Regions from separate parts of the Mus musculus genome. Here regions 1, 3, 4, 5, 6 and 7 are each linked to region 2. Evidence: chromatin contacts called from public ChIA-PET, HiChIP or PLAC-seq and promoter capture Hi-C data. All regions are on one chromosome and are shown on one strand. Each heading gives the region's core, a stretch centred on a gene start, on an enhancer-like site or on the middle of the called end of the contact. The rest is flanking DNA. Distances are from core to core; before and after follow the strand shown.

Region 1 (4,118 bases), core at 1,113-3,612, 930 kb before region 2:
TAGAGAGGAAAGGGCCAATAACCCAATATATCTTAGGGATGCTTGCAGTGGAAATGGGATGTTTGCTTGTTCCGTTTCAGGGACGTCTAAGTAGGTGCCACCAGTAATGAGGAAAATGGATGACCAAGATGAGCTCAAGGCCATCAGACTGCTTCTCTTGGAAGGGTTGCTGTCATCCAATTCAATGCTGTGATAATTACAATCACAATGTCACCCACTACCTGTGGAACAACAGCACTGACTGACCTGGTCCTTGAGTCTCATAACAGACCAGTCAGGTGCTTATTGCTTGTGTAAACCTATAGAAAGCCCTCAGAGAGCCACAGACTAGAACTTCAGTTCTGTAGTCTCTTCAGATTCTCCCTCTTTACTCCCCTCTTTCCCTCTGCTGAGGCAGAGTCTTGCCATGGAGCCTACAGTAGCTTAACACTCAGGAGTTTCCTTTTCCCCCCAAGCACTGATATTGCATGAATGTACCACCACTTGTGGCTTTTCTTAGCTCAGCAGTTTCTCAATCCCTGGGGAGTATTGGTGCCAAGACACACCAATGGTTACCAAAATCTGTTGACTTTCCAGACTCTTATATAAGGCAACATAATTTTTGCATATAAGCTACCTTTTGTATACCTTTTCAGGACTCAATTCAATGTCAATTGGATGCAAACAGTTGTTACATTGTATCATTGTGCTGTTTAGTTTTTAAATGTCAACTGGACACAACTTAGAATCTGGGGAGAGAGTCTTACTGAAGAATGATTTAGGTCAGGCTGGCCTATGGGCATATCAGGGGGGCACTGTCTTTGTTAACTGATGTAGGAAGATACAGCCCGTTGTGGGTGGCACCATTCTCTAAGCAGAGGGTCCTAGACAGTTCCAGAGAGGGAGATCAAGCAAGCAGGTAAGCCTTTGTGCATTTATTTTTCTCCTCTCTTGACTTTGGATGTGATGTGAGTATCTGAGTCCCGCCTCATTTCCCTTCCGATATAGACTGTAATATGGAATTGTAAGCCAATTAACCCCATGCTCTCTTAGGTTGCTTTTCCTCAGGATATTTTATCATAGCGACAGAAATGAAACTAGAATACATGTTTTGTAAATAATACAAAAAAAAAATAACCGGTCAGTATATACTCTAGATCCAAGTTATGGAAATGTTTTCAGTTCTCAGTCAATCTGACTTGTGGATATAATTCCACAAATGGGAAGCCACAACCATGTATCCACTAGTTATCTACAGGTAGCTTAGGGACACAGAATAATGAACACGTGTAAATGCAGCATGATATATATCATATAATATATTATATAATAAGAGTTATTGGCTTGGCTTACATAACCTCAAAATGGACATCCCTGCATCACAAAGGCCCAGAGCTCTTTAGCCATCCAGTTAAATAAATAGGCCACTGCAGTAGTTCTAGTCCAGTCGGGGCCAAAAAACTGGCTGATCCTTTCCTGTCCACATTGGAAATCCGATAATGTTGTAGCCTGACCTTAGTGGATAAGGGCAGCAGCCATGCACATGCTCAGAGGGGGCATGCAGCTGCCTGCTGGCTCCCTCCTGCCGTTCCCTTCCCCTCTGGGTCTCAGTCCACAGGATAGCACTGCTCACATTGAGGCAGGTCTCTCCCTCCCTCCCCACGGTTCCTCAGGCCAGCTTCCTGTGGAAGGGAACACTCCTACTTAGAAGCTTCACTGCTCTTAGACACGTCTAAATCCAGACAAGCCGACCACCAAGACCACACATTTCGTAGCCCAAGGCCAAGGCTAGGAACAAACACCCGGGAGTCATCCATCCTGGCTTACAAGAGGAGCTGTCTGTGATGACAGAGCATTTTTAGAACTTCTGTTTCCAATATGGCACCCACAGGCCACATGCCATGAGGCAGCACCCAGAATGTACGCCTTGCCTGACCAAACAGCTGAAACAGTTTAAGCTTTGAACCCTTTTGATGACTTAAAATTTAAGTATAAGTTGGTACACATGGCTGCTGACTACTGAATCTGACAGCCAGAAGCAGACTATAAATACACCACAATTTTTGATGCTGGCATTGTTAAGATGCCATTTGTGATCTGTGGTGGGTTTTACGGTGGCTTGAGTTACTGCTCACTTATCCCTAATTCTGACATTTCCCACATCATAAAGGCCAGTGGTTGACAGGTTGGCGGTCTCTCTTTTAATCGAATTCCTCCTTGTCCTTTTGGTTGGGAAACTTCTCCAGTGTTGACTTCTGGTAGCTGGGGCTCTGTGGTTGAGGTGGCTGGGCTGTGGCTTTCTCTTCTGCTGCTCACAGGCTGGTGCGGAGGGAGGGCAGGCAGGCAAATGAGCCCTGCTTCTCTTTCAGCTTGTGTGAGGACCAAACCACAGCCACATTGGGAGGGCGTAGCCCAGCAGAGCAGCACCAGCTCCAGGGAGACCTCACCCTGGCTTACCACAAAACCCTTGGTGCTGACAGGCTTTTCTTTGTGAATCTTAATGACACTTCCCCGGTCTTGGATGCTGTGGAACGATGTCTGGGAGAGGGGAGCAGTGTGCGTGCGTGCTGCTTGTCAGTATTTCTGTAGTTGCTATACTGAGTGTGTGTGGTGTGTATGCACGGGTACGTGTGTGTGTGTGTGTGTGTGTGTGTGTGTGTGTGTGTGTGTGTGTACAAGTACTTGTAGAGGCTAGAGATCAAGTTTGGGTAATGTTTGTCAGGTATTGTACATCTTAGTCTTATGACTGTCTCTCGTAGGCCCAGAACTCACTTCATTGGCTAATCCAGCTGTCTGGCGAGTCCCAGGGTTCCTGCTGTCTTGGCTTCCCCAGTTCTGGGATTACAGGTGTACACCATCACTTCTGGATTTTTATCTGGGTTGTGAGAATTGAACTTAGGTCTTCGTACTGATGTGGCAAGCACTTTACTGGCTGAGACATCTCCTCAGCCCAGTTGCTCGACTTTACTGGGGTAGGTTGATAACAATCTTTCCTACAGGAGGTAAGTCAACAGCCTCAAGCACCATGTAGGTAAGGTTTGTGGTACGTGGCCTTCAGTCTATGGCCTCAAGTCCACTCAACTAGAAGACAGTGGAGTTGCAGTTGCCCACACGGGTGCAGAAATGCAGGCCTGCCACAGAAGAAGCCATGTTTGGTTGAGGTAGTGGAGGCATGATCTACAGAGTCGTCACAGATTGACTTTCTCCATGAGAAGCCGGCTTTGACTGGTCTGCAGATTTCCTTCCTCAGAGGCTAGGAAGCATGCAGGTCTGTGAAGGCTGGTCTGTTTTGTTTCATGCCCCTGGTGTGTGTGGTCTGTGACCACTCACAAGCTTGGTGAAGCTGGTCCACGTGTGTATGTCCTGGGCCTAAGGACTTCTCTTCTCTGACTTGGGGCTAATTTCCTCCTGTGCTTACTTCATGTACTCAGGCCAGGGGATCAAGGTGAACCCGTTCCTCTGTAGTCGTCCTCCCTGCTGTGGTCCTCCCATATGGTCAGTGCCTAGAGAAGGTAGTGACTCCAGAGACCCCTGGAGTCAGAGGAAGCTGAATCAGAGCATCTTCTGCCTGAAGGTGTTCTCCTCATTCTTCACTTTGAGGGGAACCAGTAGGCAATGTCCCCCGGAGTCACCAATACCAGATTTTCCTAGGGTCTCCCTGCCTTGAGCTTGTCCCTGCCTTGAGCTTGTCCTGGCTGAGTTATGGCACAGCCAGGCATCTAATAGGATGGAAGGACTCCTGTTCTTTCCCTTCATCTTTCTGTTCTTGTTCCTCACTCTCTACTCCTTCAGCTATGGCTTCCTCCACTCTGCAGGCATCCTGTAGACAAACTTCCTTCCCTTCATATTCACTCTGTCCTCCTTATTACTCAAGAACTTGTGATCTGAGGAGGATGCGTAAATATGTTTTAAATGGATTCCTCCTTTTGAACACAAAGTGAACATGATGTAGTAAAACTGGGATCCCGTCCCTAAAAGCGGGACTTAGAGCAAGCGATACATTTTACGGTGCAGGATAAGTTTTGAGTCACTCCCTCCCTATTTCCCATGTCAGGGAAGAACAGACTCTGTGTTCAGAAGGCTTAGCGCTTCCCTTGCTTGCATGGCAGAGTCAGGACGCATTTTATTTTCAAGAGCAT
Region 2 (3,692 bases), core at 689-3,188:
AAGAACCACTGGGGGCTGGGGACAGGAAGTCATCTTTACCCTCAGCCTTTCGAGACTCTATAGAGGAGAAAGCAATGGAGGAGAGGATGATTCAGCAGGCGCTCCTAGGATGGCACCTGCCACATGGTGGCTGAGCCTGACTACAGGCCTAGAAAACATAAGTGGACGTCAGAGGTGCAGGCAGCTCGTGCAGTGCGGTGAGGAGTCGGGGTGGGGCTTCTTTAACAAAGTTCGGCGAAATAAGTTATCTGCAGGAAAGGACACTGCAGAGACCAGACGGGGCCTTTGGTGCCCTCAGAAGCACAGTTCTGTCTGGACGCCAAAGGCCACTCTGTCTGGAGGAGAGACGGTGCCAACGGAGAATGAGAGGTGTTATGAAAACAGCGTGTTTTCTAGAAGCGGGTGACTTATCCCTGAACCCTTGCACAGGGAGGACTCTGCCTAAATACAGAGCCCTTTCCAGACCTGTCTCAGACTGATCTGGCTGAGAGGAGAGGCCTCCCTCGTGGCGAGGGCTGAGCTATTTCCCCTGGGAACTGTCTGGCAGCTCTAATGAGGAATAGCACTTTGCATTTATAGAGAGCCTTTCATCTGTGGATCTCAAAGCTGTACCACAAACATTAATTAACTCTCACACCTGGGAGGCAGGTGAGTCTGGTTACCCCCCAACCCCATTTTTAAAAAATGAGGAAACAGAGATTTGGGAGGAAAAGGATTCTGGGGCGAGCCACCGGGGTTAGGAGTGTCCCTGATGTTGGGAATAAGCATTTCAGATTTGTAGCATCCTGACCACAAAGTCAGGAGGCCTCCCCGGGATGAGTGAGGAATTTGGGTACCGGAACAGGAGATGAAGCCACACAATTCCTTCTTCCCTTTCTCAGGTGGCCTGTCACCTCCTGGGTCTATAGATGTCATTTAGAATGGGTCCCTCAGACCCCGAAGGCCTTTGAAACAGCCTTACCAGGCAGGTCTCCATCCTGGCTCACTCTGGATGCCTCCCTTCAAAGTAACCGTTGGAACAGTGACCGCAGCCGAGACGCACATGACTAACCAAAATGTCTGCAGCCAGTGGGAGACAAATGCTTGGCAAATCCCAGGGCTCTTTCACAACCCTCTTTTCTTCCAGGATCCAGAACTGGTGGGAACTGACTCCTGTTATCACTGGTTCTCACTGGTGTGCTTAGGCGATGCTAATCCAGTGCTGGCTACCTGGGGAGTGGGGGTTGGGGGAAGGAGCTCTGGGGTGACTCCTGTCTGTTCTGACTTCTGGAGCTGTTGTGGGTTTACTGCCCACCGCAGAAGCCAAAGGAAACACTGCTCAAAACCACCAGAGGCAAGCAGCCTTTCAGTTGGGTCACCTGCCCAACACCAGGGCTGTGAAAGCTGACATTGCAGAGTGGGGGGTGGGGGTGGGGCATCCTCCAAGCATCTGGGGGCGCCACCACTTTCCTACACAAGGTATCCTGGGTCTTTCTTCACAAGGGTCCCAAATGAGAAGGTGCAAGCCTCCCCTGGGGCTCGCCCTGACACATCACCCTGGAAACTGACTCAACATCTCTGTGTCCTGACTCACATCCTGTTGTGTTCTCTGAGGCATCCGAGAGGGCATTACACCAGCTACCCATGACTGAGCTGCACTGGGAGGGCGCCCTGAGGATGACTCTGCCTTCTGCCTTGCAGAAAGAGGGGGAGTCTTCTAAGGAAAAACCCAGAACAGGCCCCTTGGGTTTATCCATTCTCAGAGCAGATTTTGCGCGTTAAGAAGCAAGTGGCCCTGCATTGCATGGCCCACTGTTTATTTTCAATGGATCGAGGGTGAACGGCTTGTTGTTTTAGAGATGCCCGCCAAATACTCAAGGAACAGAGCCCTGACTACAGCAGAGCCCCAACGTCCTGACCCAGAAAACCCAGGCTGTGAGGTCAGGTGCCAGGGCCACCAAAGGCTCAAGTGAACTAGGCTGATGTCCCCGCGTGTCCTTTCCTTGGACAGGGAGGGAGGGCACAAGGCTGAATCGGGATGCTTTGAGTTTTCGAAACAGGAACATTTATTTACTCTTCTGATTGGAGTGAGCTTCATTGATCACTTTAGATACGGCTACTTCTCTTTGCCTCGGGTGTGGGGCATTCTTTCCCCCTCCTCACCCCATACGCATTAGTTACTGGCGTTCTGGCTTTCCTTTCAAATATGTTTTCAGAACCAGAAATTTCCCTTCCAAAGCTGCCTCGTCTCCAGTCCCTAAATGTTGGTGTTTTCATTTTCATTAAGTAACTGACAGTCGACATATCTTTTCAGATCTCTTATTTGGTGGCTATGGCATCTCCAGATAATCTCCAATTTTTGAAGATTTCTAAGTAATATTTCTGTTACTGGTTTTTGTTGTTGTTTTGTTTTGTTTTTCGGGGGAGGGGAGAGTGTTGTTTGGTTTTAGTTTAAGTCCTTGTGGCCTAAGGAAATACTTTGTATGATTATGCCTTCAAACCCAAGCAGTCTTCTGTGGCCTCAAGTGTAGTCTGCCTTAGCGAGTGATCTGTGTGCCTCAGAAGAAAGGAGCGGCCTACCGGTGTTCTGTAGGTCAAACTGATACTGTCCAGGTCAGCCGAGTCTGAATTTCTGCTTGCATGGTCTATCGGTGACTGGAAGAGGGTGCTAAAGTCTCCTGCCGTAAGGATGGGTTTGTCTGCTTTTCCTTGTATTGCAGTTAGTGAGACCCTTTGTTCACGGGACACCTGTGAAGGAAAATGTATTTTTGGTTTTCCGTACTATCATAACGTAACTTATCTCTTATCCCTGAAAAGCTCCATCTTCAATCGGCTTTGTAGAAAACTTGATACAGCAACTCGGGCTTTCCTTGGATTGGTGTTAGCACAGCTTCTCCACCCTTTTATGCTTGCCCTATCTGAATCTACATTTAAATGAGCCATTTGTATGCGTCAGGTAGTTAAGTTTTATTTGTAGCTTGTTCTGACAACCTCTGTGGTAGATTTAGACAATTCACCTTTATAGATACAGTTGGATTATGATCTGCCATGGTCTAACTTTTATGCCTGTTGCACCTGGTTCTTAGTCCCACCCCCGGCTTTCCTGCCTCCTCTGAATGGAATGAAACATTTTATGTGACTTCATTTTAGCTTGTTTATTGCCTATCGGGTAGGAAAATGATTTTTTTTTTAAAATAGTTTTGTGGGAGCTAGAGAGCTGGGTCAGACATTAAAGCACTGAATGCTCATCCAGTGGACCTGGGTTTGATTCCTAGTAACCACTAGTGGCTAAAGGCGGTCTGTTAACTCCAATCCCAGGGAAATCCAACACACGATTAAGGTCTCCCTAGGCACTACAAGCATGAGGTACACAGATATGATGCAAGTAATACAACACTCATATGCATTAAACAATAAATAAATAAATAAATAAATAAATAAATATTTTAAAATTGCTTCAATAATTGCTGTAGAGTTTAAAAACTAAGCCCACAATCAAATAATGTTATTCCTTAATTGTTATATGTTACTTATATTTAAACTTTTGTTTACATTTTTAAATTTAGTGTCTCTCTCTGTGTATATGTGTGTGCCTCTCCCTCTCCTCTTCCTCCTCCCTCCCTCCCTCCCTCCCCTCCCCTTCTCTCTGTGTGTGTGTATGTGTGTTTGTGCGTGTATGTGTCTGTTTCTCTCTCTTTGTGTGTGTGTATGTG
Region 3 (3,669 bases), core at 110-2,609, 520 kb before region 2:
CTTCGTAGTTCAAATAAGATAAAATGCAATACAATAAAACGTGGTGAACAGGACAGCAAGTGCTATTCAGAGGATGGCCTCCTGGATGGCTCTAGATCCTAACCAGAGGATGAACTGGCACACCTAGTAATAAGGGAATGGATTAAGGTTTTGTGGTACAAGAGATGCTGAGGGAATAAAGAAACTAGTCAGTGGCTTATCATATCTCATTAGGAAAAAAAAACACATGTAAGCTAGGAACCCTAGTGACTGCCCATTCTGACTAACCGGCTTTGTACATCGCTAGATAAACGCTCTTTGCAGGGAGTGCAGCATCCTGTCAGCGTAGCTAACACCGGGTCGATGCTACCCCTTCTAGGCAGTTGACGGTCTGTCTTCTCAACACTGAGCCAGCACTGAGCGGCTGCAGTTGCTTGTAGCAATTAGTCCCTGTTGAGTGCAAAGACTCTAGTGTTGACTGAACCAATTAAAAGATCAATTAGTGCGACGCGAGTGCTCAGAGAGGTCGTTTGCTATGACAGGGAGTCGCATCTCCATCCGTGTAGAGAGCCTCAAGAAAAATCATCATTTAGGAGGATGGGGTTGTTGTTGTTCCCAACCCTTAGGTCTTTAAAATGTCTGGACACTGGTAATTACGTTGTGGAACCCATTAGTCGGTGGGCTAGTGTGACAAAGGGCCTGTCTTTGACTAAAGTGTATTTTAGTTTTGATTGTGTATACGTGTCTATGGGTGGGTCCGTACACACAAAGGTAGGTGCTCACAGAGGTGGGGGTAGGGGCCATCCCATACTTATGGAAATGGACTTACGTGTGGCTTTGGAACCAAATTTATATCTTCCCGAGGAGCAGTAATCACATAACCACTGGGTGGTCTCTCCAGTCCCAACAAAGGGGCTTCCTGACAATAAGACTCTCATTTATAATCAGTAAACAATAATAATTAGGGGAAAATAATAAAATATCATTAGAGTTTGGATATGTAGTGTTTTGCTTTTTTCTCTGTGCACCCAGAACATTCTTTTTCCCTGTGCCATATTACTTTGGGGTTCTTATTTTTATATTAAAAGAAAAGGAAATAAGAATCTGTTGTTCTAGGTTTCTTCCCCATGTAGGACCTCAGCCTATGTTACCCCATCACCACCACTCCCAGAATTCCAGCTTGCTAAAATGATGACTTTGCTACGATCGTCTCATTAGGTAAAAACATGAGAATTGATTTCACTTGAGTCTTCCAGGAAGGCAGGAGAATCTGAGGCTCGTTGAAAAGCAGCATTCACACTGCTGGGCAAGTTGTGTGTGAGACTCTGGTGGCAAGCCCTTCTTGAGGATGTCAGTTGAGTCAGATGTACTAGAGATGACCCAGGAGACCTTGTTTTCCCAAAGGCCTTTCACACTGAAGACTTCTATAGCTGCTTCTCAGAGGTCCCAGGTGGCCCAAGAACCAAGCGGGGGGGGGGGGGGGGAGGAGAAGTCAAAAGGAAGGACCAGCTGTAACTGATGTCTCAATTTTCTTTCCTCCTTTGCTAGATATTGAACGGGATCCTTATGCGTGCCAGGCAAATTTTCTACCACTAAATCACACCTCGAGTAGTCATTTCCTGCCCCTCAGAATCTGCCCTTAATTGGAAAATTGAGACCTCCCTCCCCTCCTCTTCCCCTCTCCCCTCTCCCTTTTCTTCTCCCTCCCTCCCCGCCCCTCTCCAGTCAAGGTGGGGACAGAGTTTAAAATGATGCTTTTAAACTATAAGGAGCACTGGGCTAAGAGAGGCCCAGGGCAGATTCTTCCTGGCAACCTTGAACAAATCCCACTGACACCTTGGCCTGGAGAGTCCTGGCACCACACAGTTCCACTCCAGTAAATAAGCCCAGGGACAGAATTTTCTCTGTATATTTTCCTGCCTAGCAATGCAGAATGGTACACCACCACGATCTGTTTACCGTAAGAACACTTCAGTGGTTGGAAAGCTCACCTCTTAAACTAATATAAAAGCATCATTATACAAAACAGGAGAACCCAGAAGTGTATCCATACAGCCCTCCCTGTTAAGGAATAGTTTCTTTTCAACAGTCATGATTGACAACTCCACTTGTTTACACGCAGGAGTTCCCACCCACTAGCTCTCACCACTTATAAAACCGAGTATTTTTTGAAGGCCTCTGAAGATGTCTAATAAAACTGCTAAAAAGACCTGTTTGATCTCTGGGCAGCTCTGAGGACAGATAGGGCCCCGTTCCTTCTGGAAAACGCTTTGTTCTTTCAACTCCACTTAAGGAGGCAATAGAGCGGCATCTAATACAGGAGGCTTTCTGACTCTGTAGAACAAAGTCAGGCCAGGTTCTTATCATGAGAAACTGCACCCAAGGATAATCTTCTAGAAGACATAAATAATTCTCCATAATGCACTTGGCTATACTTTGATCTTGTGTGCATTTTCCTTAATAGATGGATATTATCAACCCAGTTTGTGCTTGCATAGGGGTTAGTTTGATGGCACGATGGCGGTGACATTAGAGCCTGAAGATTATGTTTTGGATATAAGCTACTGAAAGGACCAACATAACTTTACAAGTTCCTGAAACATGTGAAATTAGATCCCAGTGCTCCGCACCCCGATTTCAGTATCACTGCCAAGGATTTGGTGTCCTGCACTTAATTTTCTCCCACTTCATTAACTGTCCTCAGACTTTAGAAGAGCCTTTGAAATCTCCGACTTCTATGGTAATATCCAGGTGAGCCACTTTCGGCTTCCTATGCTATAGACTCCACCCCTCTCCCTGTCTCTCCCTTCTTCCCTCTGTGTGTTATACTAGGGGCAGGGGGACGGGGAGGCAGAGGTTAGAACAAGGGAAGTGCAGTGCTGGGATTGAGAGCTAAGATGTCTTGATGCTAGTGTAATCACTAGAGAACTGCGCACAAGAGAAGGTTACAATCAGATTTCAGATTGTGGTGAGGCCATATTGGAAGCCACTAAGCATGCAGTTATGACCTTCACGTGGGATGTGTAGTTGGGGTCAGACTGACCTGTTTAAGGGGCTGCTGAAGTAATAAATCGAGCTAGCCCTGTGTGTCAGGGGGCTAGGGAGACAGGCCTAATAAGATGTGATGAGCTTAAGGCCCACCTGTTAGTCATTGTGCTGATAAAAGCAGGCTGCACAATGTCCTGAGGAAGGCTTTTAAAACACAGTGGCTACTCCAGCTTTTCGAGCCAGAAAAAGAAAACCAGGTGTCATCCACCATTCAGCCCCGGACTTGTCCACCCAAACCATGTGAGTCTCCTTCGTGTGAATTTGAAGGATTTCAGGGCAAGAGTCAGGGTCAAGGGGAATTCTTTCACATTTATAGAATGGGGTGCCATCCATTTGTGATGTGCCCAGAGAATCAGAGATTGCTCCAGTGTGGGGTTCCAGCTATGTCCTGGAGAGCCAGCTAGTTTCGCTCAGCAACAATGGCCTCCTGTGGATGGACAGTCAGACCCTTCTGGCATGGATGAAGGAAGTGGTGTACTCCTTCTCAGAATGGTGGCCAAAGCTGAGGTGTCAGAGTGAGGCTGTCTGTTACCACGGGGACTGCTCTGTCTCCACCAAACACTGTGTGGGACCAGATGGGTCCTCTGACTCTTGCTGATGTGATAGTCTTGTTCAAGTCCAAGGTCCTGGGAATGCCTGTCT
Region 4 (3,764 bases), core at 171-2,670, 990 kb before region 2:
TCCTCAGAGGGTTTGTAGGGTTCATCTTGACAGCTGAGAGCTGCTGTGGAGCTGGGCTGAGGGATGTAGTTGGGTACAATCTTAGCACTTGTGGGGACAGGCCATTGTGGCCAGTGGGATGTCAGTATGTATGCAAAATATTTCAGACATAATTGGAGTCCTAAAGCCCCTAATGGGTGAGGAGGTGGAAGAAGTGGATGCTGGAATCTTATCTGAAGATTAAGAAGAGCTGCGTATGCAAAGAGAAAGTCAATGGCCACAAAAGAATTGAGATCAAAGGTCTGAGCAGTGCCTCACAGTGGCAGAGAGGCTGTGCAGTAGGGAGAGGAGCTGAGCCCGGAAGTCACCTGGCAGACTCACCTTGGGGTTTTATTAGAGGGAGCAGCTCCTTGCAGACATCTCGGGTACCAAAAAAGTTCGTTTTCATTGTCACCTCTGCTTGAATGTGGAAGGGGGTGTCGTCATTGACTTTCGGGGGGGGGGGGGGGAGAAGAGAACCGAGTTAGCGGAGTGGAAATGTAAAGACCTAAGTAAGCTAGAGCTTTAGAGATCCACTTGCAAGTACAGTCTTGTTTACATACAGCTCTGCATCACTGTCCATCTGACAATTTTCTATTGTGCTTGAAAGACACCACCACCACTGGGGGTGGCTAGGTGAAGTTTGTATATATCAGGATCTTAAGGAAACACCGTTTCCCTCTGTCTCTTTCTCTCTCCTCAATCTCTTGCTTATTTCAGTATCAGATATAGTTCCACTTAAGTATCGCCAAGTCCAATTCAATTACTCAACAACTGGGTGAGGGAAACCTAGAAATGATGGCGAACATTGAGGCTCTGCTTTCCTGCAGCCCCTACTACCCTGTCCTGTTTCTCCCAGGGGATCTGTTTCAGAGTCCTACAGCATAGTGCTCCTGGTCCTAGTAATGATCCCAGAGAGGCACAGCCCACCTTGCCACCAGGCTCTGGGGAAGCCACCTTCCATCTCCACACCCAATGGCTTACCCTTGAAGGCGATGCCTGCGTTGTTGACCAGCACGTCCAGGCCTCCGTATTCCTTGAGCAGAAAGTCGCGCAGTGCGCGAATGCTCTGCGGGTTGTCGATGTCCAGCTGGTGGAAGCGTGGGCTCAGGCCCTCCGCCTGCAGCTTTTGCACTGCCGTTTGGCCCCGCTCCTCGTCCCGCGCCGCGAGCACCACGTCCCCGGAGAATTTCCGACACAGGTCACGAGTGATCGCGAATCCGATTCCTTTGTTAGCACCGGTCACCAGCGCCACGGGTCTGCTGGAAGACATGGCTGCGTGAGAAGGGAGGCCGTCGGAGACCAAGGAACTTGGCGCAAACTCTGCCTCTCGAGGCTGCTGGAGAGTGGTTCAAGACCGGTTCACTGGCGGACTGAAATTGGCGTCGACAATGTCGCACCTAGCACGCATGCGCAGTTTAAGCCCCCTCCCTACGGGGGGCGTGGCTGGTGGGGGGTGTGTTTGTTGTTTAGTGTGGATTTTAAAGTTGCCTCTTGTCAAATTGCTGTGTATTTAGGAAATGGCTCACCTTACCTGAACTCCGTTTTTTTTTTTTTGTTTTTTGTTTTTTTTTTAAATAAAAGTTTACCATGCAACGAAAGGTGTCAGGTTGTCTGTTATCTCAGATTATGCATTATGCAGTTGGGGGTTACATACCAGCCAGGAAAAAAACCGGCCAGGTCAAATGACTGACATCTCAGGCTTTTTCCTGAAGGCGTGTTGAAGCCAGCTGCCAGGCAAGACTGCAGGAGAAGGCGAGAGAGAGAGAGAGAGAGAGAGAGAGAGAGAGAGAGGGAGGGAGGGAGGGAGGGAGGGAGGGAGGGAGGGAGGGAGGGAGGGAGGGAGGGAGGGAGGGAGGGAGAGAGAGAGAGAGAGAGAGAGAGAGAGAGAGAGAGAGAGAGAGAGAGAGAGAGAGAGAGAGAGAGAAACACAGCTTTGCACCTGGAAATCATGCATTCAGCTTGCCCACGGGTCTAGGTCTTCCTCATTACTTGTATGAATTTTTCACTGTTTTCCCCAACTTGCAAATTGGACCTCTGTACGTTTTCTTTCTGGTGTTTAAAAAAAATAACATAAAGCTGCCACTTAAGTTGTAGGAACTTGAATTGTAGGACAAACTGGGAGATTATGATGAGGAATCGCAATTTGTGTTGAATTCACCTCTTAGGACACCAAAGCAAAGCTATTGGGGTAATCTTTGGGCAGGAAACATTCCTTACTAGCCTGTGGTATCCCTTTAGATACTTCTAATTGCTTTGTCTTACCTGGATGTTTGTATTGAGTGTACAGATGTGTACAGGGCCTTCAGGGGATGCTGCTCTTCTGTGCACCACAATGCACCCTTTTAGTCCCTTTTTAAGATGACATGATGCCATATGCTCGCAAAATGACATTTGGTTCAGTCGTGGGAAACAGATTTCGTCACTGGTTCCTAACACCCTGGCTATAGGGATCTCCAGGTCAAGTTTCGTTTCCTCTCCATTCAGTAGGTTGCTATTAGAAACAAGTGGCCATTTAGATTAAAATAAGACATTTTAGTTATACTGACCCCACAGGAAGACCTCTCTGTGTGTATGAAGGTCATTGTATTAGGAATACAGTAAAATAAAGGAGACAGGTATAAGATTTCCATTTCAAAATATTCTACTGCCTCATATACATTGCTTGTAAATTGCCGTTCAAAGTAAGCTCCTAGTCAATTGCTTAAGAAACCTGAATAATCCAAAAAAAAAAATGCTGCCCAGGGTGGGATGGCTCAGCAAGTGAGGGCAAGGACCTTGGTCACCCAGCAGCCTGAGTTCAATCCTTGGAACCCATGTAACCACAGGAAGCAAGAACGGTGTATGCGTGTTCTGATTGAACCCATGTCTGCGTACCATGTGCCATGCCCAGAGGGCAGAAGAGGGCACCGGGCATCAGATCCCACAGACTGGAGTCACACGAGGTTGTGAGCTGCCGAAAGTATAGTAAAACACCACGTATCCACAGCAAGACAAGCTTCCAGTTCTGTTCAGACTCCTCTTTTGTGACCTCAGGTAAATTTATTCATTCTGTATGATTTCCTTGGCATTTTAGGTTTTGTGTCCATCACAGTCAAGGCATAAAAGGATCTTGTTGGTCTTGCTTGAGCAAACACCCCTCCAGTGTCCTCGGCGCTCAGCAGTGTCACATAGATGTGGTCACACCTTGCATGGTCTGGATACCTGCTCTGTCATCCAGGATAATTTAGCTGTTTATGGTTTGCTCTTTTATATATCAGTGACTATTTGGTCTGCAATCTCCATACCCCCAGGGACTTTCTTCTGTTGCTGGAGTGAGACAGATGTTCATTGAATTATTTCAGTACAAAAGCCACGCAGGGGTAGTTCGTGGTGTATAAGGAACCTTGAGGGCAGTGCAGATCCTGCTGTCTTAATAAACAAAGTTGCAGAAGAGCATAATGAATGACAATTAGGGGGTGGGGGAGGTTTTGGGAGACAAGCTAGGGTCCTCCTGATCACTCTTGATTTATTATTTGCGCCTTGCATTAGAAACTGCCTCAATCTGTTAAAGATGTTTCAAGACAGATCAAAGCCATTCAAGATGAACTTGGCTCTTTGCCACCATGGTGGGGACTGACCTCCTCAGTGCATCCCACGGAGTGATGTACACTCTCCTCAAGGGACAATGCTGTCTTTACAGCAACCAATCAAAGGTGGCTTGTATGAGGCCCAGAGGCTTAGGGACCAGATACTGAAAATCCAGT
Region 5 (3,980 bases), core at 55-2,554, 950 kb before region 2:
CTTGCTATTCACAAAGCCTTGCTTCCAAACTGGAAACGCACTGACACCCAAGGACACACAGCAGGACACAGGGAGGCAAGCTGTTTGCTGGCTTATGCTCTGCTAACTTCCCTGTACACACAGAACTACCTGCCTGGGGACAGTACAGCTCACGGTGGCCCGGACCTTTCTACACCAATTAATAACCCTGACAGTCTGCACAGGTCAGTCTGATCTAGGCAGTGCCTCAATCCCTGCTTTCCTCTCAGATGACTGTAAACTGTGTCAAGTCAGCAGTGAATGGTAACTAAGTCAACAGCACACCTATTGGTGCAATGTTTACGTTGGACTAAGCTTTAAATAGTAAAGATTTAAAGCACACATATGTGTGGGCGATTTGCAAATTGTTTGCCATTTTGTGAGAGGGCCTTGGTATCCACAAGGGAATCCAAGGATGCTAGATACCTGTCTTCTGGGTTGGTCTGTGTGACCATCAGTAATCCATTCATACTGTGGCACCCCTAAAGGGGGTAGCTCTGCTTAGAGGACTCCGGGTGGTGACAGTTTTTGTCTCTTCACTGGGGAGCATAACTGATCTCAAATATCAAATATGGCTTCTGGACCACCAACCACCCTACCGTATGGGAAGTTGGGCTGCAGCTTCACGGACTGCCCAACACAACACTTGGAGTTTTACCTCCATTTGCTCACGGGGAAGGCCATTCTTTGCCCAAATCCCCTGACTGGGAGGAGACAACACAGGCTTCTTGTTCATCCAGCCTTTCCCTGGCTGCTCTCTGATGCCCCTCAGCGACTGTGGTCAAGTCTTTGAGAGTGAGAGGCAGGGACGGTGGTGAGAACATCGGGTGTGGGGCTGGCTTTGTCTTTGTTCTGTCTGTCTGTAGGTACCGGGGCTTCTGGGAAGGAGTGAGCAGGGGAGGGAGGGCCAGACGAACTCACCCTGAACACTGTTGGGCCTTTTCTTTCTCTGGGCTTTGGTTCATTCTTCAAGTCCTGACATGCCCATGGCTTGTGTACAGTGGCAAGGGGAGCTGGCAGCAGCTGCAGGCGTGCTGGCTGGCCAACCTCATGGTATTGTTTTTGACTATTATCTCATGTGCAGAATGACAGCGACCAGGGCTTGGTGGCCCTCTTTGTTTATGTACATCTTTTTGCTTTGGGAAAGGGGAAGAAAGAACTGGCTCCCTTTAAGAGACATGAACACCGACAAACAAAAGTCAGCTAAGAAGCCCAGATCACACGGGGCCTGTCCTGGGCAGGAAGTGGGGCCTCAGCGTGAGCGTGTACGTTACAGTAAGTTCTCAGCAGACTGAAAACCCTTTCATCACGTTCTGCCCCCCCCACCCCCACACACGATTTGACTTCATCAGCGACATCACTCAAGCACAAATGGTATTCGTCAGGGGTAATCGGCCAACCCCGGAGGCTGTGTTCAAGGTTGCTCGGATGGGACATCTCAAAGCAGTTGTCCGAGTTGAAAGAAAACATTACATTTGATCTCCCTTGAATATGATTTCTGCAGACACTGTGTGCTTCTGCCTTCTTTAGCCCTCTCACCCGTCTCTACCTGGGGGGGTGGGGGGGGGGTGGGGCTGCAGGAAATAGCAGTTCGCAGTTAATTTTACAGTATGTCTGCAGAAACCAGGGCAATGAACAGCCATCCGAGACGTGACCAAGGTTTATTTTCATTAGCCGGCTAATGAACCCGAACAGGTGTGCAGGTTGTTAAATGTTGAGTGACGATCTCTCGCTTCACACATGTCTATGAGGATATTTGTTCTCTTGGATGAGATGGGTATAAGGACTGTGGCAGCCATTCATGAGATGGGGTAATGCCTGCACACGGTCTCCTCTGTACGCTCCTCACTTCTCGGATGCAGGGCATCCAGGATACAGCCAGCCAGGGAGACTCATCCAATGTAACAGAGAAAAATGTGACTCTGCTGGTTTGTGTGTGTGTGTGTGTGTGTGTGTGTGTGTGTGTTTCCGAGTTGAAACAGGGTAGAATCATTTTGGAAGAGGAACCTTCATTGAAGAGTTGGCTCCATCAGATTGACCTATAGGCAAGTTTGTGGAGTGTTTTCTCAATAAATGATAGATGTGGGAGCCCAGGCCACTGTGAGCAGTGCCACTCCTGAGTAAACCAGGGGAGTAGTTCAGTAGTTAGCGTTCCTCTGCGGCTTCTGCTTCAGCTTCTGCTTGAGTTCATGCCCACCTCCCATTGACCATGGCTGTCAGTTGGAAGGTGAAATGAGCCCTTTCCTCCTCAAGTTGCCTGTGTTCGTGGACAGGGACTGAGGCTACTAGGTGAGTGGGGACTTGGTCCTTGAAACCTGTGGTTACATGATTGAAATCTGTGGTCACATGATTAAAACCTGTGGTCACATGATCCATTGGATGGAGAATTTCTTCTGCCCAGGCCCAGAGTACGGTTCAAGTCACAGACCTGAGGTGGAAGTTCACACAAGCAGTGTAAATGTGTCTTCCTCCATATCCTAGGCTTGCGTGTGGGTGCTTATGTGCACATGTGCTTATGTGCACATGTGCTTATGTGCATGTGTGTTTATGTGTATGAGTGTTTATGTGCATGGGTTTGTGTGTGTGTGTGTTTATGTGTATGGGTGTTTGTATGTGGAGGGGTGTTTATGTGGGTGTTTATATGCAAGGGTATTTGTGTGTGTGTTTTGTGTATGGGCGTTTGTGTGTGTTAATGTGTATGGGTATTTGTGTGTGTGTTAATGTGTATGGGTATTTGTGTGTGTGTTTATGTGCATGGGTGTTCATGTATATGGATGTTTATGTGTATGTGTATTTGTGTGTGTGTGTGTGTGTTTATGTGTATGGGTGTTCATGTGTATGGATGTTTATGTGTATGGGTGTTTGTGTGTGTGTGTGTTTATGTGCATGGGTGTTTGCTTGAAGTTGAAATAGTCTATTGGCCATAGTGTTCCATCACAGCAATAGAAGCCCTAACTAAGACAGAGGCATCTCACATTCACAACCCAGGGTATGTCAAGACAGGTGACAGGTTGTGGGTCACTCCTTGACCGAGGACAGCCTTGTCCTTCCCCACCCTCCCCTATCAATTACTAGTTAAGTAAATGCCCTACAGGCTTGCCTACAGCCTGATCTTATGGAGGCTTTTTTTCAATTGAGGTTCCCGCCTCTCAGATGACTTCAGCTTGAGTCAAGTTGACATAAAGCCAGCCAGCACAGACCTGCACAGGATCATGTGTTTGAACATTTGGTCCTCAGAGGATGGCAGTGCTGTGGAAGGTTATGGAACCTTTGGGAGGTGGAGCTCCCTTGGAGGAGGCGGGTCATAGGGATGGGTGCGGTGGTTGTACAGCATGCCCCGCCTTCCTGTCTTGTCTTTGCTTCTTGACTGCAGGTCCAACATGCTCAATGCTCATGGTCCTGCAGCTGTGCCTTCCCCACCACAGAGGGCTGCACCCCCTCTGCTGTAGCCGGGATGAGCCCTCCCTCCCTTCAGTTGCTTCTTGTGGGGTGGCTCCTCCCTACGAGACAGGAAACTAATACGAACCCCAAACTCAACCACATCAAATTTCAAAATGTGTTTCCTTACATTCTATCTTAAAATGAAATGAAACGAAACCAAACAAAACATGCAATCTGAATGGGAAGGAAGGAAGTGAGGGAACATGTTTGAGAAGTGAGATTTTTATTATTTTATAACTTCAGCCTCAAAGTTCTCGGCTGCCTTTCGGCCTTGTCTTGTCTTGTCTTGTCTTGTCTTGTCTTGTCTTGTCTTGTCTTGTCTTGTCTTGCCTTGCCTTGCCTTGCCTTGCCTTGCCTTGCCTTTTCCTTTCCTTTTCCTCTTTCTTCCTTTCTTCCTTTCTTCCTTCCTTCCTTTCTTTCTTCCTTCCTTCCTTCCTTCCTTCCTTCCTTCCTTCCTTTCTTTCTTTCTTTCTTTCTTTCTTTCTTTCTTTCTTTCTTTCTTTCTTTCTTTCATGGGGCAC
Region 6 (4,132 bases), core at 390-2,889, 570 kb before region 2:
ACAGGCACATATGTACCCTAGAGTTTGGTTTATTAAGTGAGGAGTCCTTATGATGGATTTGGGGGCAATAAACAGATGCCAGTCATATCTGTCACAACCACTTGCTCCAATGCCAACATGGCCAGGTCATCATGGCACCTCTGTCCACTGTGTATCCTTGACACTGTACTGAGGACAGACTCACCAACGGGTGGCAGCAAGGTAGCTGAAACTTTGGCTCCTATGATACCATTCCCAGAGTCTTCCCTATGTTCTCGTGGCTGTGTCCTGTCACATGGAGAAGAGTGGTGAGGCGGACCCTGGACATCAGAACAAGGTACAAATGCAATCATATGGACAGCTCCTAGTCAAAAGACACCGACACCAGAGGGAGTTTTAAAAAGAGGTGCTCAGATCATGCGTGTCTCACAGTCAGGGATAGGGAGACCAGTTTCCGTTCACCTCATATGACACTGAATGCACGGTCAGACTAAGGTCAGGGGACAAAGGTGTGTCTATGAAAACCCCATGTATGTACAACTGAGACTCATACTGAGAACCATGGAGTGTTCAGGCTAGTGAGGGAACATTCCAGAGTAAAATAAGACCGTGAGGGTGTAGGGAGGGAGGGATGGCAGAGGTCAGAGAGAAAGAGCGTGAGCATGTGCCACAGAGGTGAGCACAAAGTGCCGCTTGGCTATGCCCAAGTGTTGGAGGATGCGCGTGAAGCTTGACAGAAGGCTGAGTCTGGGAAGAGTCAGAAATCACAATTGTGCTTTTATTTTCCAGATGAATATGAGAATGTATTTGCCTCCTGTAGCAGTCTCTGCCTTCCTGGGCTTTCATCTATATGTAGTGTCCATGCAAGTGACATTTGACATTCAGTGATGATGGTGACTGGTCACTCGGTGGCTTCTCCCCACCTGCCACGTGAGTGCCAGTGCTTTATGGCTCACTTCAACCAATGTGCCCTCTGTATCCTTCCTTGGCTGACAACAACCCTGGCTCCACAGGACACCCAGAGGCTACAAGGAAGAAAGAACTAGGGATCTAGGGAGATGGTTCAGATGATAAAATGCTGGTGTGGTCCCCAGAGCTCATACCATATGCAGTGAGAAGGTAGAGACAGTGGTCCCCTCTGGCTCTTAGGCCAGCCATGCTAGTCTCCTTAGTGAGTTCCAGACCAGGGAGAAACCCTGTCTCAAAAAGCCAAGTAGATGACATCTTAAGTTGTCCTCTGGCTTTCACATGTATGTGTACACGTGAACTCATGCTGACATGACCACATGCACACAACACACATGCATGTGTAGTTCACGGGATGCATTGCAGTTCTTCATGCTTGCAAAAGTCTTCAAAACCTCCTTTAGTTATTTTAGATAATGTCTTCATTGCTTCAAACATAGGCATGTGGACTTTATCATGGGTGTTCTAGTTGCTCGTATTTATTGTTAGTGACTGTCTCTTACTGCGCTTAACTCAAAGCTTAAGCTTTATCATTAGCATGTATGTGTAGGAGAGAAACTGTCACTTTCCGTACATGTACCGGGATGTATATCCACATATAAGGAAGGCTGATGTGTGGGTTATGTGCTCTCTGAGCTGCAGGGTATAAGCCAAACTCCAGGGAATGACTAGCAAAGCCAGTCTGCTCAGACTCACACAGCCAGTGACTCACTGGCTACATTCATACCGGCACGCTGCTCTGTTTAAAACTGAACTCCCTCTAGTGCAATAAAAATACCAAACTCCTGATATGAAGGTTGCAAGAGATTGAGGTTAACTCATGTTAATTTAGATTATACATGGGAATCCAAGCACTGTTGTGTAGATTTGCCAAAGGCCAAACTGGCTAAGTTATCATTTCCCTAACCCATGTGACCTTTAAGTTGGCTTTTTCTCCCAACTCCAATTTATATTCTTCCATCTGCGCAGAGCACAGTTTTTTAGTGAAGTTCCCTCACTAAGCCATGTCTAAGCATGGAGGATAAAGATGCCAAAGGATAGTGGGAAGCTGGTGGGTGGGTACTGTTCTCATTCACTCTATCAGGATCTCAACCCCACCTCTGCTCCCATTCTTCAGAGATTAAAGCTATGTGGACAACCTGGTGTGTAAGTTGCCATGTTTATTTATTTTTTTCCTTTTCAAATTTAGTCATCTCTGTCTTAGCGGTTTCTGTTGCTGTGAAGAGACACCAGGACTATGGCTACTCTTATAAGGAAAATCATGTGATTGGTATTGGCTTTACAGTTTCAGAGGTTTAGTCTAATATTATCACAGCAAGAAGCATGGTAGCATGCAGTCAGTCATGGTATTGGAGAAGGAGCCAAAAGCTGTAAAGTTGGATCAGCACGCAACAGGGAGAGGGGGGTGGGTGGGAATGAGAGAGGTGTGTGCTGAGCCTGGCTTGAGCATCTGAAACCTCCAAACCCATCCCCAGTGACACACTTCCTTCAACAAGGCCACACCTCCAATAATGCCATTCCCAATGAGTCTGTGGGAGCCATTTTCATTCAAACTTCCACATTTGCTACACGGACCACAGTGTTTCAGCCCCAGCAATGTGGTCACACTGGACCTGGCTTTTTTTTTTTTCCTTGCTGGCACATTGTCCCGCATATTGTAGGCTGCTCAGGAGTATCCCTGATCTTCAGCCATTAGATGCTAATGGCATTCTCCATCAAGGTTTTTGTTTTGTCTGTAGGCATGTGTGTATTTGTTTGTATTTGTGTAGGGGCATGTGTGTGCATGTGCATGCGTGTGTACATGCATGTGCCTGTGTATGTGTGTACATGTGAAGGCCTGATGCTGACACCGGGCGACTTCCTCCTTCGATCTCCATCTTTTTCCCTTGAGGCAGGTCTCTCACTTCATCCCAGAGCTGGCTAACACTGCTGGTCTCACTAGCTCTTGTCCCCAGGGTCCTCTGTCCCTGCCTTGCCAGAGCTGGAACCACAGGAAGGCTGTCATGCCTGCGTGGCGCTTACACAGGGGTTAAGGACTCTTGTCCTTGCTTGTGTGGCAAGCACTTTGCCTGCCGAGTTAACTCTCTGGACATTCTGCAAGCTTTGACAGGCCAAACTCATCATTTCCAGGTGTTCCAAATGCCTGTGTGGGGACAACTGACATGAAGGCTTAGTTTTACATTTAATTTTAATTTTAATTGTTTCAGAAAGTAGGAATCACTGTGTACACTCCTCATTATCTTGTTTCTCCTAAGTCAAAACCATGACACCAACAAAAAAATTCGTGACAAAAGTTTTCATCAACTGTAGTGCTGTTTGATGTCTTTAATGGCTGATTAATATTTTGTGGGGGGTGGCACTGTATCTTAAGTTTACTCTACCGTTCTTCTGTTATGGATATTTACATAGGTTGTAGTCCTCAGCCTCCAGAACTGCAACTAGGCATCTTGGTTCTCAAGTTCTTACAGATTCCCAGAAACAGAACTGCATCACGTCTATTGCTCATTTTAAAAGATAATTTCCAGACCATTTGATGATAGCCTTTGTAGGCAGCTGTAAATTGCATTTGAATTAAGGAAGAGCGATCAGATTCTGAAACCTTGGTGGACAATGGATGGGATTATTTCAATTTTTTTTTAAACAGGAAAAGAAACACAAATATATTTGAAAATTTAGTCCTAAATACAGCAACTCTGTGAGCTGCAGGAAGTTTTTGGTTCAGCTGCTGGACCTCTCCAATGACGTTAGTCAGGCTTTTGAGTAAAGCCTACATTAAATGAGCCGTGGAGGTGTGTGTACCTGAGCTGACATTGTCTTCCGTAGTCATGCTAGGAAGGAGAAGCTGAAGAGGGGCTGGATTAAAGCTATATCAAGTGATGTAATACTTTAAAACCATGTCTTGTAAGTTCCCTTGGCGTTGATGTGCACTGGAGACTCTGAACCCAGCTCCACTAGTCAATACAACACAGCCTGAATATCATGTCAGTATCAAGGGACTGGCTGTACGGCTCTCTGTTTAAGACTTTGGATTATTGAAATGTCACTTAAGTCCTCAGCCAGAGCTCAGTCCAGCCTCTAGGTAGCAGGTTTTCATGTTTTCTATTCTTCTCCCCTTTAGAGACATATTGAGACAAAGCACAACTTGGTGTTAGAATCCCACCATCTCCCTCCTCGGCTAAGAAAACGA
Region 7 (3,808 bases), core at 756-3,255, 740 kb before region 2:
AATAAGATTGTGCCCTGTGATTGAAACAAATGCCTCTCCTTTTGTCATCAGAAGTGGGAGCGCTACGCATTTGTTTTAGTAATACACGAGCTGACATCATTAATAATCCGGGCTTGTGACTGGCGCTTGTTGAATACAATAGATGAATGAAAAATTTAATTTTTTAGTAGATCATAAGAGATGTGCCAATATATCAAAAATAATTTAGGCCGACTACCTTTGAGGTGGCAGGCATCCCATTGTCTCTGCTTTTTAAGGCTGGCTCACTTTCTCCAGCAATCAAGGGAATCTCCATCAGCCCCTGAAGATGAATTACAGACTCCTGCCTTCATGTTCTGCCGCTAGGCCACAGGTGAAGAGCACTATCTCTTATTTGATTATCTACAGTCTTTTCTTCCCAGGACTGTAGTAATGCTGACTGGGTGTGCTTTGGGTTTCTCTCTCAAACTCAACACTTAAACCTCAGGCTCATAGCAGTGAGCTTCTCGCTGGTGTTAGGTCTGTGTGGCGCTTCTAAGAACTTCATCTGTCCTTGACCTTGAATGGAAAATCACCTTCATAAGGTCAGAGAGCATGTTTGACCTCTGCCCTTTGGTCCCCATCAATTGGTGTAGCTGGAGTTCATAGATGTATCTAAGGGGCTCCTTTAACTTCCAACGGTCATGGAATAATTGAGCGTATGAGTAGGGTACAGTGGGATAACACTGTACGTGCTTACAACGTGCCATGACCCTGTTGGAGCAATTAGCATTTGTTCATGCCGAGGACCTTGGACCTTGTCTACTTGCAGTTCCAGATGTGCGTTTTTCCTGTTCCAGGTCTGTATCGACCTTCTTATTCATGTTCCCATAAATGCTACTCAAGGACACCTTTGACAAAGAACAGACTATACCCCAAAGACCCCACATCTCGCTTCTTGCACCTTCTTATCTGTACAGTCTGAAGAGCTCTACTTATTCCAACAGATTTTTCCTCAATCATACTTACATTTCTTTTCTTAGCATTCATCTCTGCTTGGGATATTTGAACACCTGCTCTCAGTGTTTATTTTCTTTGGATACATTAATTATGCTTGAGAGGAGATACCATACCTCTGCCTACCTGAAGCACAGAAATGCCTGTCCAGGCTGTCTGGACAGATCCAATAAGTAGGGAGAGGAAGCTTGGCCCATTGTACTGCAGGCTTCAGCTGACCTGGACTTTCCAGAGTGTCTCTTTTGGTGAGAGACATTCGGTGTCCCACGTGTTGTGACCTTTTCTTACGTGAGTTGTCTCTGGAATGACAGAACAGTGCTAAGGACACTTCTGGGGTCACGGCATAAGGAAAAGGCTGCTCATGGGTTTTGCTATAAAAGGGATGCTAGAAAAAAAAGCATAAAAAGATGGACACTTCTGTCTACTGTGCTTGGAGAGGAGGTGCCTCTAAGTGTCAGGAAGACAGTACACATGAACAGACATCATGATGCAGAACTGTCAGAGTGTCTGTTCATTACTCTTGGCTGACGTTTAATTTTCCCCTTAGAAAATATTTCTTTTACCCCGAAATCTCTACATGGAATCCCACCATCTAGAGATGATCTACAATCCATAGTGCCAACCATCTGTCTCTACCCCATCCTCAGCAGGGTCTAATGATATGTTCTGTTTCTCTCTTCTAGGGGAACAGCTGGAGGTTGCAAACATGGTCGAGAAAGAACTCGCAGCTGAGACCCATCTCAGGAGGTAGCATCAGATTTGCAGTCGCCTCCCTTTCTCTCCCGGGTGATGCTCTTGTTTCTGTGGGAGCTGCAGTTAGCCTGGAGACAGCGGATTCTGATGATGGGTCCTTATGCTTTGTCTTACTACTGACTGGGCAACTCTTGGCAAGTCATAGAAGGTCCACGCCTGCTTGGGAGTTTGCCTGGCAGTGGGTCATGGGAGATAAGTTTTGCCTCAAGGGAGGTGGTGAGAGGCAAGGATATTAGATAAACACATTAAAAACAGGGTGCCGAATTTAGAATGCCCAGTGGAACCACATGCTGAAAAAGAAAGAAACGGAGCTTGCTAATGCAGGAGGAACACATGGGCATTGCCAGTGCCCTTAAGCAAAGTGGTAAGGAAGACCGGGAACTTCAGAGACCTTTGCGGTTTAGTCTGTTCTTGGCCTGAGGTGTTCTTGACTGATATAAATGAGAAAATTGTTACAGAGTCAAAACAGGACAGACAGGGTGGGTGGGTGGGGGGCCCGCAATGATGACAAGATGAAATAGTTTCGAGGTCCTCTAAGGACTTCCAAGATACAGGAACAGAGGTAGGGGTGGGGTCAGGTGATAGAAGGCACAGAGAGGATGAGCCCAGGATGGTGTGTCACTCACAGTGAGGACTGTGCTCTGGTATGGTTCAGCCATCTCTCTCAGTCTGGTCATGGAGGAGTGTCACCCTCTGAGGTGGGTGAGGGAGCTACGCAGAGCAGGACAGGGTCATGGCTGACTGGCTGTGGGTTGCATTGCCATCCATTGACAGCAAACGACAGAGCTTCAGAAAGGAAACTCCTCCTGCATGACCAGGTCTACAGAGGACGCGGCATCAGACAGTCAGCCCCAAGCCCTGCAGGGTGGAAGGAAATGAGCTCTGGGAGGGAGGCTTCCCAGCTAAAGAGAGGAGAGGGAGAGGGAGGAGTCAGAGAGGCCATTTATAGTTTTGCCCAGATGTGAACTTACAGAAATGTCCTGCCAGGCAAGATGTCCCAACTGATATAATGGCATGACTATTTATATTATATTATATTATATTTACATCATATATTGTGTCACATTAGTTATATCTAATATATACAATTATAATATTATATTGTGAGAGTAACCAACTGATTTCTGGTTGGAGTTGAGCCTGCTCAAGAAGAGTGATCCCATCCCTGGTACAGAAAACTAGGTCAAGAGCTCATGGCCGGGAAGGTCATAGGCCTTAGTGGGGACCTATTATTTTTGTTTTAATAAATGGATGCTTCCTAAACAGGAAGTTACTTTTTTCACATCGTCTGACTTCTAACTCAAAGGGCAGATGGGAAATAAACCACCCAGTGTGATGTGGTAGAAGAGCTCAGAGCCAAGAACTGTGGACAGAGCTGTAAGCTGGGCCATCTGGGGCTTGAACCGGTACCTCATGGTGACTCTCATATGGCTGATTCTAATGGTCAGAAATGCCCAGAGGTCTAAACACACCCTTAGGAATATCAGGTTGCATATCTAGAGATGATTATGAGGGTTCTGATCAAGTGAAAAAATTATTCATTGATGAATTCAAAATTTGGGAGGTGCGGATCTGTGGATGATGGGGCCTGGGGGCAGGAGGTGCATCACAGGAATCAGGGCATGGACTCCCTCAAGCTCTTTAATGTCAGCATCTCAGAATCTCTTTCTGCCAGAGACACATGATCACCACGGTCCCCTTCTGCCTGCATGTCAGCACCACAGAAGGCCTGCTCTCTTGCCCACCAGCCATGGAGTCTTTGGAAAGAGCCATCAAGCCATGGTGTCTCTGGTAGGAGCTATCAGCATCAGAAATGTCCAGACAATAACTTCTCTTGGAGAAGGGAAGGGAAGATCTTGCCCAAAGTGATTTTTAGGAGTTTGACCTGTTCCTAGTATCTAGTCTCTGTTGGCTCCAAAATCATGTGTCTTACCTGCCTGTGTTGCTATAAAAACAGAACACCACAGACTGGGGCATTCACAAGGAAAGAAATTAATTAACCTTACAGTTCTTAGAGTTGGGAGTTCAAAACCAAGACACCTCCACTATCTGCCTAGTATCTTAGCCACTCCTGCAAGAT

Evidence for each region. Promoter capture Hi-C pulls out the DNA fragments that hold promoters and counts their contacts. ChIA-PET counts read pairs in DNA pulled down with a chosen protein or histone mark. HiChIP or PLAC-seq counts read pairs in DNA pulled down with a chosen protein or histone mark.
Region 1: a contact with region 2 is called in an RNA polymerase II ChIA-PET map of memory CD8 T cells, with 8 read pairs. The contact joins two enhancer-like sites. A contact is called at or near these places in 2 of 484 Hi-C or Micro-C datasets (bone marrow-derived macrophages and embryonic stem cells), 3 of 115 datasets of contacts at active chromatin or transcription factors (the NIH/3T3 cell line, memory CD8 T cells and pancreatic cancer cells) and 1 of 9 other capture datasets (embryonic stem cells).
Region 3: a contact with region 2 is called in an H3K27ac HiChIP or PLAC-seq map of microglia, with 7 times the contacts expected there. The contact joins two enhancer-like sites. A contact is called at or near these places in 4 of 115 datasets of contacts at active chromatin or transcription factors (acute myeloid leukemia, bone marrow-derived dendritic cells, large pre-B cells and 1 more) and 1 of 9 other capture datasets (embryonic stem cells).
Region 4: a contact with region 2 is called in an H3K27ac HiChIP or PLAC-seq map of trophoblast stem cells, with 6 times the contacts expected there. The contact joins the promoter of Cbr1 here to the enhancer-like site in region 2. A contact is called at or near these places in 3 of 39 promoter capture datasets (the C10 cell line, liver and stem cell-derived epiblast-like cells), 3 of 484 Hi-C or Micro-C datasets (all in liver), 8 of 115 datasets of contacts at active chromatin or transcription factors (embryonic hindbrain, embryonic stem cells, large pre-B cells and 4 more) and 4 of 9 other capture datasets (adipose tissue, embryonic stem cells, liver and 1 more).
Region 5: an RNA polymerase II ChIA-PET map of memory CD8 T cells shows a contact between it and region 2, with 6 read pairs. The contact joins two enhancer-like sites. A contact is called at or near these places in 1 of 15 datasets of contacts at CTCF or cohesin (embryonic stem cells), 3 of 484 Hi-C or Micro-C datasets (B cells, liver and nephron progenitors) and 4 of 115 datasets of contacts at active chromatin or transcription factors (acute myeloid leukemia, embryonic stem cells, large pre-B cells and 1 more).
Region 6: a contact with region 2 is called in an H3K27ac HiChIP or PLAC-seq map of the NIH/3T3 cell line, with 4 times the contacts expected there. The contact joins two enhancer-like sites. A contact is called at or near these places in 6 of 115 datasets of contacts at active chromatin or transcription factors (the NIH/3T3 cell line, acute myeloid leukemia, fibro-adipogenic progenitors and 3 more) and 1 of 9 other capture datasets (embryonic stem cells).
Region 7: a contact with region 2 is called in a promoter capture Hi-C map of liver, with 7 times the contacts expected there. The contact joins the promoter of 1810053B23Rik here to the enhancer-like site in region 2. A contact is called at or near these places in 6 of 39 promoter capture datasets (the 3T3-L1 cell line, the C10 cell line, liver and 2 more), 1 of 484 Hi-C or Micro-C datasets (liver), 2 of 115 datasets of contacts at active chromatin or transcription factors (large pre-B cells and pancreatic cancer cells) and 1 of 9 other capture datasets (embryonic stem cells).

Annotation. Positions count from the first base shown.
Region 1 is chr16:93,551,130-93,555,247 of GRCm38.p6, reverse strand. No RefSeq gene overlaps it. Among named protein-coding and RNA genes, the nearest start is that of Gm30695, 22 kb to the right of the region's middle. Within about 2 kb of position 2,362, at least 49 of the 459 cell types and tissues checked have an H3K27ac peak or open chromatin away from gene starts, as enhancers often do. A contact at or near this core is called in memory CD8 T cells, where this site is marked.
Region 2 is chr16:92,618,812-92,622,503 of GRCm38.p6, reverse strand. All of the region lies in intron 6 of Runx1 (runt related transcription factor 1), which reads left to right. Among named protein-coding and RNA genes, the nearest start is that of Gm30224, 25 kb to the right of the region's middle. Within about 2 kb of position 1,938, at least 171 of the 459 cell types and tissues checked have an H3K27ac peak or open chromatin away from gene starts, as enhancers often do. A contact at or near this core is called in the NIH/3T3 cell line, memory CD8 T cells, pancreatic cancer cells and 1 more, where this site is marked.
Region 3 is chr16:93,137,476-93,141,144 of GRCm38.p6, reverse strand. No RefSeq gene overlaps it. Among named protein-coding and RNA genes, the nearest start is that of Gm30474, 7.3 kb to the right of the region's middle. Within about 2 kb of position 1,359, at least 19 of the 459 cell types and tissues checked have an H3K27ac peak or open chromatin away from gene starts, as enhancers often do.
Region 4 is chr16:93,605,493-93,609,256 of GRCm38.p6, reverse strand. Cbr1 (carbonyl reductase 1) reads right to left here and starts at 1,420. Exons shown (of 3, transcript NM_007620.2): 1 at 1,003-1,420; 2 at 361-468. The coding sequence starts at 1,291.
Region 5 is chr16:93,572,010-93,575,989 of GRCm38.p6, reverse strand. No RefSeq gene overlaps it. Among named protein-coding and RNA genes, the nearest start is that of Setd4, 30 kb to the left of the region's middle. Within about 2 kb of position 1,304, at least 54 of the 459 cell types and tissues checked have an H3K27ac peak or open chromatin away from gene starts, as enhancers often do. A contact at or near this core is called in memory CD8 T cells, where this site is marked.
Region 6 is chr16:93,184,273-93,188,404 of GRCm38.p6, reverse strand. It overlaps Gm30530 (a long non-coding RNA gene), which reads left to right. Exons shown (of 3, transcript XR_385063.1): 3 at 4,064-4,132. Among named protein-coding and RNA genes, the nearest start is that of Gm30530, 7.5 kb to the left of the region's middle. Within about 2 kb of position 1,639, at least 31 of the 459 cell types and tissues checked have an H3K27ac peak or open chromatin away from gene starts, as enhancers often do. A contact at or near this core is called in the NIH/3T3 cell line, where this site is marked.
Region 7 is chr16:93,356,909-93,360,716 of GRCm38.p6, reverse strand. It overlaps 1810053B23Rik (RIKEN cDNA 1810053B23 gene), which reads left to right and starts at 2,005. Exons shown (of 4, transcript NR_040489.1): 1 at 2,005-2,092.